Linked DNA regions of Zea mays: region 1 is linked to region 2. A link is a contact called in public Hi-C data. All regions are on one chromosome and are shown on one strand. The core of a region is the stretch at or near the end of the contact, and the rest is flanking DNA. Distances in the headings are between cores, read along the strand shown.

The links. A called contact is a pair of places that touch in the nucleus more often than the background predicts.
Region 1: a Hi-C map of leaf shows a contact between it and region 2, with 4 times the contacts expected there. The contact joins two enhancer-like sites. A contact is called at or near these places in 2 of 25 Hi-C or Micro-C datasets (leaf and leaf mesophyll).

Annotation. Positions count from the first base shown.
Region 1 is chr2:86,104,371-86,110,031 of Zm-B73-REFERENCE-NAM-5.0, forward strand. LOC103646651 (E3 ubiquitin-protein ligase UPL3) reads right to left here. Exons shown (of 17, transcript XM_008671361.3): 14 at 3,500-3,568; 15 at 3,292-3,420; 16 at 3,086-3,205; 17 at 2,414-2,723. The coding sequence ends at 2,658. Among protein-coding and RNA genes, the nearest start is that of LOC103646651, 19 kb to the right of the region's middle. Within about 2 kb of position 2,276, at least 19 of the 20 cell types and tissues checked have an H3K27ac peak or open chromatin away from gene starts, as enhancers often do. A contact at or near this core is called in leaf and leaf mesophyll, where this site is marked.
Region 2 is chr2:85,957,153-85,962,162 of Zm-B73-REFERENCE-NAM-5.0, forward strand. No RefSeq gene overlaps it. Among protein-coding and RNA genes, the nearest start is that of LOC103646649, 44 kb to the left of the region's middle. Within about 2 kb of position 2,214, at least 18 of the 20 cell types and tissues checked have an H3K27ac peak or open chromatin away from gene starts, as enhancers often do. A contact at or near this core is called in leaf and leaf mesophyll, where this site is marked.

The DNA of each region.
Region 1 (5,661 bases), core at 1,026-3,525, 150 kb after region 2:
GGTGGTGGCTTGGGTGTAGGCTAGTGATGCATTAAAAAATGATGGTATAGCCATTCTTGTTGATGTAAAGGAATGAGACAAATTTCTAAATTACCCAAAAATCAGAGTTTATCTCATAATTGCTTATGTTATTTAGTAACTGGGGTATCTTGTTAGTCCAAGCAGCCTTGTTTTTTTATTTTTATCCTACAAATTGGACTACCCTGGTTGAAATTGGATTAACATATTCATGATGCTTGTTATTTATCTCCAAATTTTTATCTTATTTTGGATGCAAAAGTTTCCATTTGTTTGTTTCTCAATGTTGTGCTACGGACACACCACATTTTGGCACTTTGATGAGTTCTCTGTTGTTCATTTTGTATCCTACTCATTATATCCTACTCGGGAGATTAGTTGGAACTGATATTAACGAGTTATATATTAGTTTGTTTTAAGTGTAGAATAACAAATGGTATGTTTGGTTTGGCTTTTGGCTTTGGCTTTTGCCTCTCAAGAGCCAAAAGCCAAACCGAAGGACTCAATTCAAGAATCAGCTTTTTAAAAAAACGATTGCCTCGGTTTACAAAATTGGAAGCACTATGAACTTGTTTTTAGCAGCTTTCAGATGGAACCGTGTAAAAATATAATAGAAGAAATTTTAGTGGATTCTAGCAGCTTCCACTAAACTATTTTTAGCTTTTTACAGCTCACAGCCAACAACATTTTTTCACATCTCACTTGATAGAAAAATCTCATCTATATGGTTCATTCTATATATACGATATTTATTTTTCTTTTTTAGTTAGGAAATTAGCCTAAACAAAAGAAATACAAATGATCTTGGACAAGAGTATCTGATTATATATGTAAAAACATATCTCTTTGTAGCACCCGTGCTAAGTACTCAGTGGTTTGAGGCTTTAGCAGGTTTATTCACATATGCTTTGTCATTTCCTTCTTTAAATCCTAGTTATTCGTATACGAGAGATAGAATTCTTCATGACATGACGAAAATTTTGCCTTTTTGAATTCTTTTTAGTATATGAAGCAAAAAGAAAGAAAAGATGGATAACGATTGTATTCTTTAATTATTTCTCTATGCTTTATTACTTAATTTACTAATTTCAAAAAAAATGTATTATGTTGGATTGGATTTGTTCGATAATTCGAAGAATTACAATGAAATCTTTAGAAATCACATTTTTAGTTAGGAATTTCTATGGATTTACTCTTCTTCTTTTCTTTGGATCCAAAATAGAAGAATAAAATAATAGCCAACATCAACTGGATTCTGGATAAAAATAATCTCTAGTATTCATTGAATTTTGTGCCTGTGTGTTAGATTCCTCTAGAATCTTATGGCAGAAATTTCAAGATTTTTTTATCCGGAATCCGTAGGTAACCTAAGAGCATCTCCAACAAGTTGGCTCAAAATAGTGCCCTAAAAATTAAAATACTACATCGTTTAAAATATTTAGGGATCTAAAAATAAATTATACTCCAACAGTTAAGCCTTAAATCATATAATTTGGAAAGTAAATTACATTATTAGAAAAGAAAATATTGAAAATAATGTACAAAATAAGGATAGGACACTAGCCGGGGGTGTAGTATATTTAGATCATTTCATAGTTCGGCCTATATATTTTTTGATGAAAAATTTTAGATTAAGGCACTGGTGGAACTGTTTTTTATAAGTCCTATATTTTATGATAGTGCATTAATTTAAGACGGAGTTAGAGATGTTCTAACGGGATCAGACACCAATGTTAGGTCAAACCACCTACTGGATGTACTGCTTGCCATACTATCCGTGCAATCGATGGCTTAGCAACTCCTGGACGGTTCCATCTTTCCTCAGTTCTGGCGGAGTTTTATTGGCTTGTGCAGTGCCAAGGCACGGCCGACTGATCATATATGACAACGACCGCTGATACGTGATCCGTCGTTTTCGCAGCGGGTCGCATCGCACGTTAGCAATTTCGCTGGTACCTGCAAACGAGACGAGGGGATCTGTGCAACTGTCGTGGCCGGCACGGCTGTGTCTTGTGCCCATCTATCGTCATCCTTGGGGTTGTGGCTGAAGCGCCAAGACCTGAAGAAGTGTGTGACTGTGCCCAATGCTCTTGAACCGAACGCTGTGACCCGAGTGAAAGTGATCAGTCCCGTGCCCACATAGGCGCCTCGGTTGACAACTTGACATCCTCAGATGCCTCGGACAGGCCAGTGATAAGATCCAGCACGGTCGCGTGGCACTGTGTCGACCAAAAGCAGGCCGTGAACCTTAGGTGTGTTTGCATGCCCGTCACTATTTCAGATAGCCCCGGAAATCCCGTGCCCTTGTTCATGGGCCCCCATCCATCCGATTCGTGGGCAGCGAAACCATCGAGCAAAATTTGTACGACTGACGCTTCGGGTGGGGCACTGATGATTAGCATAGTAAGAAGCGCAAAACAATTTATTACTATTATTCACTATAAAGATCCGCAAGAATATACAACCAAGAAGAAAAGAGAGTATAGACATCCACACCCAAAGGTACGGGCTCCAAACCTTCGGTGGGACTCCGGAGAGCTGAGTTTAACCTATGTCATACATGAATGAGGTAGAAACTAACTCTGGGTAACAATGACGCAGATTTCTAGGTGGACCAATACCTATGTTAGTGTTGAGATTCACGAAAGATCAAATGACCCTTGGCCTTCGTTGATCGCATAAAGCAGTTTCTTTAGCATGATAGCCTGCAAGAAGTTTTCAACAAAATTCAGACAGAGATAACAAGCCACACACTAGCACGAGTAGCACTGTAAATATTTCCTTCCAGAAAAAAAACCAGCATGCGTCAATATAAAGGGTTCAAGCAATGTGGAATATGCTATTTGATTTAAACTAACGAAATAATAATTCTAACTAATGAGTGGCTGGAAGGTGCTGCCCACATTAAATTTTAGTTTCCACGTCCTTAGTTGAAAATTTGTCCAGTTACCTGTTACGATAAGGCTATATGAAGTAATTCTTTGGTGACTGGGTTTCTGAATCCTCAATTTATAAGACAATACAGGAGATATAACCACAGTTAGCCAAAAAGCAGAAAGAAGCATACCTTGGTGGAGTATGGTGGTAGTTTAAGATAGTTGGCGCAAGTCATGACACTAGGCAAATCATCATCTGCAGACTCTGTCGCTCCAGTTGCATTTGAATTATTATTTGCCACAGAAGAGTGCTGGAATTTAAGAATTCAAAACTTCAACAATGTGGGCAGGCATGTCAACCATAAAGTAGAAATAAGAACAAAGATAGCCAATTTACCTTCCTAACAATGGTCAACTTAGGATTTAGAGCAGCCAAACCCCCAGGTGGAAGCCGAGGAGCACCGGTCACAAACTGGCAGAAAGCATGTTGCTGCTCAGGAGTAAATTCTGCCATGATCTCAAGAAACTGCAAAACACAACATTAGAAACATCCAAATAAACTTACGAAACCTACAAATGAATTACAAAGAAGCAGGGAAACTTACATTAATAATTGCAGGACTCTTAGAGGTATAACCATGGTCGAATTTTATATGTTCAGGCAGTGTTTCCGGCTGCATGATGTGAAATTGTTCAGAATAAGCCAAAACAACTACATTCATCGTGAAATATTAAGTGTGTTTTGATAATGGAAAAGTCAAACAAAATTGTTGGAAACCTAACCCAAATTAGGGTGAACTGTGTTGCATGGGTTACATGGGCTGGGCCAAGGCCCATAACACTTAAATTGAGTATTCATCGTGAAATATTAAGGTCTTGTTCGTTTGTGTCGGATTGGTGGGTCGGAACGATTCCTAGCCGGATTGCTTCTCTAATTTATATAAACTTTGATTAGCTGGAACGTTTCCGGGTGCAATCCGACGTAAACAAACAAGGCCTAAGTGTGTTTTGATAATGGAAAAGTCAAACAAAATTGTTGGAAACCTAACCCAAATTAGGGTAAACTGTGTTGCATGGGTTACATGGGCTGGGCCAAGGCCCATAACACATAAATTGAGTACAATAACGCACAAGAATCTAACACCCCTACCCCCACCCCCGCAGATGAAACTCTAGTCGTGAAAGATGTTGAGACTGGACCGATGTTGGGACTTAGAACAGTGTGCCCAAGCACTCGAGAGTGGTGTTACAGGTGGCACGACAAAACAATTGGCTGGGAGCACAAATGTCTTGTCAAGTGTGTCCCATCCAGCTACAGGATGGGGCTATCTATAGGGCGGCCAAGGGCCCAAGGCCTAAAATATCGTAATGCCCTTGGTTACCTACTACATGCCATAGATATACCGTGCAACAGGTGTGCAACGGGGTAATTACAGGTCCCCTGGCTACATTCCATATTACACCATCTTTCTCACCCACATCAAAGGCTGACGTGTGGAGTAGGCGAGTCTACGCCCACAACTGAGCCGCCGCTTGGCGGAATCCAACATTCCTCGTCTTATGGCCTCTGCGTGGGGGCCTTAGAGAAAAACTGCCTCACGACGGCCTACCAAAGAGGAGCGATCTCGCCTCGGTCAACATCGGCTGGTAGCAGTTGGGTCTTCGTTCGGTGCTTCGGGGGTCTTCGACGCGTCCTAGCCCCCGCCTGCCCTCGCTGAACGTGTTTGTCCCTCGTCGAGGTTTGGCCAAGGTCCCTGCGTAGTCAAGTAGCCTTCGCGATTGTTAGGAAGGACCGAAGTTGGGGTCGGCCTCCGTGGCTTGCCCCTTCTGCCATAGGCCTTCGCACCTCCTAGTCGGTTACTCTGCATTAGGAATCTTGGTGAGTGGTGAGTACAATTGGTAGTTGAGGACCGGTTCTGTCTCCTGCCCCAACAACCGAAACTCCAAGAACAAGGGAAAACCCTTAGTGAAGGTGTCATCAAACTACGAGCTCGTTGAAACATACGCGGACGTCCCCAATAGTAAAACGGTCAATACGGTGGTGTTGAAAAGGGTTGACAGAGAGGTAGACGATGCTGACGTTGTCGTAGTAGACCAGGGTACTCATGGTGAGTGGGTTGTGAAGCTACTGGAGAAGTTGGTGCAGCTTGCTCGCCTCAGCCACCCCATTAGCAACAGCCAGTACTCAACGTCAGCACTGGAACGGGAGACCACTGGCTACCGCTTGGAGGACCAGGAGATGAGGTTCGCCGAGGTATACCGACAGGTGTCCAGGACACTCGGCCCATCGGCGTCAGTATAGATGATTAGCTCATGGATGAAGGAGCGCCAAAGGAGGAGACCATAGTCAACAATAAGGATTCCACTTGACCACACCCAAGTACAGGTCACAGGGATCATGCATATAAAGACATACTTGTTGGATGGCATACACGATGTCAGGTCTGGTGAAGGTGAGATGGTGAAGAGCACCGATGAGGCTATGGTAGGTGATGGGGCCACTGACTGGAGCACTGACGCCAGAGAGCTTGGCCTACATGTCCACTGACGCCACACAAGGCTTGCAATCCAGAATGCCAGCACGCTCGAGGATGTCCAGGGTGTATCGTCGCTGCTGAAAAAAGAGGCCATCAAAGCGATGCTCAACAGCAATCCCCATAAAGTGAAGGGGGCCTAAATCCTTCATGGTGAACTCATGCTGAAGAGCGGTGGTGATCTAGTGCATGAGAAAGGAGGTAGTGAGCACGATGTCATCAACATATAGGAG
Region 2 (5,010 bases), core at 964-3,463:
TACCCTTAGGATCCATCTCTTTAGGCGGTTAGTCCCTTAGACAAAGAGTACGGCTCTGATACCAATTGAGAGCACCTAGAGGGGGTGAATATGTGATCCTGTAAAATCAAACACTAAATAGCCACAAACTTGATTATGAAAGTGTTAGTGTGATTTAACCAAGTAGTTATGAAGCGAGCTCTTGCGAACAAAACAATCACAGAAAGGCAACACAGGAGACACGCGATTTTTATCTCGTGGTTCGGCCAAGTAACACTTGCCTACTTCCACGTTGTGGCGTCCCAATGGACAAGGGTTGCACTCCACCCCTTTCAAGTGATCAAGTGATCAACTTGAATACCACGGTCTTTTCCTTTTGAGATCTTTTCCCGTTTGCGAGAAATCTCCACAAGTTGGAGCCTCTCGCCCTTACAAAGTTTTTATCACAAGAAGCACAAGAGTAAGGGAGGAAAAGGAACGCACACAACTTTCGATCCACAGCACACACACGCACACAAGCCAAGACTTGAGCTCAAAACACGGCGCAGGGAGTTCACAACTCAAATGGAGCTCAAATCACTAAAACAATTGATCAAATGCGTGGAGGAGGAATCTGGAAGTCTTAGGATTCTTAGTGAATACTTGGTGTACTGCTCCATGCACCTAGGGGTCCCTTTTATAGCCCCAAGGCAGCTAGGAGTCGTTGGAGATCAACATGGAAGGCAATTCTTGCCTTCTGTCGAGTGGTGCACCGGACAGCCACTGTAGCAGTCCGGTGCATGATCTCCTTCCATATCTGGCGCAGCCGACCGTTGGGCCTCGGGACCGGTTGGCGCACCGGACACTGTCTGGTGCACACCGGACAGTCCGGTGTGCCCAACTGACCGTTGGTGCGGGCCACGCGTCGCCCGCTGATTGTGTAGCCGCCCGTTGGCCGCGAGCGCCTTTGGCTCACCAGACAGTCCGGTGATTTTTAGCCGCGACGCCTCCTCCTTTTCCCGAGAGCGACGAGTTCGTCGCCGAAGACTTGGGCGCGGGCGCTGGTGACTCACCGGACAGTTCGATGAATTTTAGCCACGTCGCCCCGCCGATTCCCGAGAGCGCCCAGTTGGTCGCCGAGCCAGCCTGGGGCAACGGACACTGTCCGGTGCACCACCGGACAGTCCGGTGTGCCAGGCTGGTGCTGGTTTTGACTGTCCTGAGCCTTTCTTTCTTCCATCCTTTTTCTCTTTTCTTGGTCATGTCTCTAGCACTTAGATGAACACGTTAGTAACCAAAAACAATCAACTAAGTCCAGAGACGTACCTTTCTCTTTGATTTGTACTTCTCACTTAGTTTAGCACATCTGAGCTCAAACCAATGTGTTAGGCATCTAATCACCAAAACAATTATAGGAATGTCCCAAGGGCACATTTCCCTTTCAACGAGCGGGTAGCAGAACCTGTCTCTGTCTCAACTAACGACAAGATCGTCAACATCGTGGAGTAGAAGGTGCTCGCAGACTTGGGGTAGAGGACCAGCACCACCATCTCTAGTGGGTGCTCCACAATGGTGCCACGAACCTTATGATGGGCACCAAAATTTATTCTCCGAGCTCGACACCCATGTCCAAGGAACCCTCAAGTTTGGTGTAATACCCAATTTGTGAATAATAATAAAGGAGTAGATATCATTGTATGATTTGCCATCTACATAATAGAACATGGGAATAGCCATATTTAAGTGAACAATTAACTAACATAATACTTATGCATCATGTTGGAGTTTATGTGTTGTGCATCTATAAATAATAATAATAATACTAATAAAAATATATTAGTACCAAATTGGGATTTAAGACCCAACTCACCACTTAGAAAATAAAGAGAAATAAATGACACAAAGAATAAGGGAAAATACTACATAATATAAAATAAATGTATGAATAAATTCCTTCCAAAACTGGTATGTTAAAATTGTGCATTTAAATTGAGTACAACAGGTTCACCATAATATTTTAAAGTCAAGTTGAAATTCAAAAAATAAAGAAGAAAATAAAATAGAAAAGGAAACAAAAAAGAAAAAGAATAAACGAATTCGGTCGCTTGGGTCGTCCCTTTCTCCTCGGCCGGCCCATAACCACTTCCATCTCCGCCAGCCTGGCTTATCGCGCGCGCGCTCGCGTCTCACATAGGGTGGATGAGTCTCTGACTCATGGGCCCTAGTGGCAGTGGTTCATCGCATACCTGCTTACAGTCGCTGGCGTATGGGACCCTCCTGTCGGGGCCACCCTTGCCCTCACCGCACCCGTCGTTACACTGTCCAAAACGTCGCCGCGGAAACCGGGGTCCGCCCAGCAAATTCGACGGGGCCGTTGCATCCTTGACCACCTTGCGCTGACATATACCTGCGTCCTCCTTCGCGCGCTCATCTCACCCCTATAGGAAGCTAGAACCACCCACACCGGGGTCTTCGTACGGGAGGCGGGTTGTCATCTCCGACGGTTCGCGCCCACCGACGCTCGGGTCGCGGTGGGGGGATTGGCGAGTCCTCACTGGGCCGGGTGGCAAGCGCCTAAATCATCATCGAGCCAAGCTGGTAGCTGTTGCGCCCAAAATTGCTCACCGGAAGAGGGATTCGTCGTGAAGCCACCCGGATCCACGGACTGGTGCCCCAGCGTCGTATGACCTATTCATACCTTCGCCCTCGAATTCGTACCGAGTAGCACCAATCCGTGTAGGATAACAGTGTCTGGTATGTCGTGAATTGCTCGTCGGCGTCGCGCTTGGTGGCGGACCTACGCCTCCCCGAGAGCTCGACGCAGTATTGTGTTCTTCATGGTTAGGAGTCTCTGATCCGACTCATGGTGTATCAGCAAGTGTGCAGCGCCCTTGGGGGATGTGCTTAGGTGTCGAGGGTGAGAGAATGGTGGTTCAACCATGGCGCTGCAGTGCGGATGAAAGAGGGACCACCGCGCCGGTGTTGGATTGGGGAAGATGCGGTCGGACCGTCGATTTCGTGATGGATGGCCGCGATTACATGAGGTGTTGTGTGAGTGGTAACCGTGGGATCATGGATGTGCGGTAGAGGTTTAATCTTGCTTACCTCCCTAGGCGATTCAATCAGGGACGTAAGGATCTGATCGGGCGGTTTGGGACAAATCCGGCTTCATAAAATCAGAACCCTTGAATTCCGATCTAACGGTGCTGGTCACATACTGATTCATATGCAATAAAATCTAATCTCAGCCGCAAGACTTGGATCTAACGGTCGGGAATACAGGATACCCCTTTGCTGCATACAATTTCTAAAAGAAACCCTAAAGTTTTAGATAATGAACTCGCCGTCCACCACATGATAATCCTGAGTCTTAGCACTTTCTATAGGTTAGCCCCTGTGCTCTTCGGTATTTTGTGCACAGTCCAGGAAATAAATAAAATAGGAAAAAGGAACTTAGAAATTGATTTTGGGTATAAAAATAATTGCAGAAACTCATTTAAATCATAGAAAGTTCATTTTAACTCCAAATTGATCCATTCCAGTGGCATTGATTTTGTTTTAATATTGTTTATTACCTAGTAACTCTGTTTAGCCATGAAACTTGGATCAAAATTATTCACTTGAATTATTCCACACCAAGTACTTAATAACTTAGGAAATTCATAACTCAATAATCGTAACTTTGAATTTAGTGATTCTTGTTCCTACGATCTCGTTATGATACATAGAATATTATCATGCATTTTTTTCTGATGTTCGGTGTGATGTTAATTTCTGCTATACCATGTTTGTTCGTATTGTAGCGAGTAGACGAGCAAGCCATAGAGGATACAGGTGTTCAGCAGGTGGAGACTGCTGAGCAGGAGCTCGTTGAAGGAAAGTTGTGCCCTTGATCACTTCTTTTTACACAATAATGTTCTTATTAATCATAATGATCTACATAGGTTAATTTTCATGGGACCCAATAGGTTACCCTAGTTTGGCTATTTTTATACCTTGTTTACCACTGATTTTTTTGGTACTACCTGCTATTGCTTTATGTGGTTTTCGGTATGGAGATACATATTATTCATGATCATACTTTTATTATTGAAAGTCGCCTAGAGGGGGGTGGATAGGCGGAAACTGAAATTTACAACTTTTAAACACACTACAAGCCGGGGTTAGCGTAAGAGCGAATATCAAGTCTGGGAGAGAGGGGAAAACAAATCAACCAACAAGTAAAGCGGATGAACACGGTGATTTGTTTTACCGAGGTTCGGTTCCAAAGAACCTAGTCCCCGTTGAGGTGGTCACAAAGACCAGGTCTCTTTCAACCCTTTCCCTCTCTCAAACGGTCACTTAGACCGAGTGAGGCTTCTTCCTTAATGTCATGGGTCACTTAGACCCCTCAAGGATCACCACAGAATTGCTGTCTCTTGTCTCGCTTACAAAGCACTTGAGAGTAAGAAGTGAGAAAGAAAAGAAAGCCAAGCCAAGCAAACAAGAGCAACAAGAAACACAAGAGATCCTCTCACAAGTCCTAATGCACTAGAATTGAATTGGGGACTTTGATTGGATCAGTGGCTTTGATTTGTGTCTTGGAGTGTTGCACTTTGCTCTTGTATTGAATACAATGTTGTGAATGCTTGGATGGATGGAGTGGAGGTGGTTGGGGGGTATTTATAGCCCTCAACCACGAATTCAACCGTTAGGGGTGGCTGCTGTTGATGGGCGCACCGGACAGTCCGGTGCGCCAGCCACGTCACCCAACCGTTAGGGTTTGACCGTTGGAGATTTGTCTTCTTGTGGCAGTGGACAGTCCGGTGCCGCACCGGACAGGTACTGTGCACTGTTCGGTGTGCCTCTGGTGGCTGCTCTAACTTCTGCGCGAACTGTCCGCGCACTGTAGCGTTGCAGGCGACCGTTGCAGCCGACCGTTGTGCTGGCTAGCCGTTGCTCCGCTGGTGCACCGGACAGTCCGGTGGCGCACCGGACAGTCCGGTGAATTATAGCGGAGCGGCGTCTGAGAAACCCGAAGCTGAAGGGTTTGGAGTTGTACGGCCTGGTGCA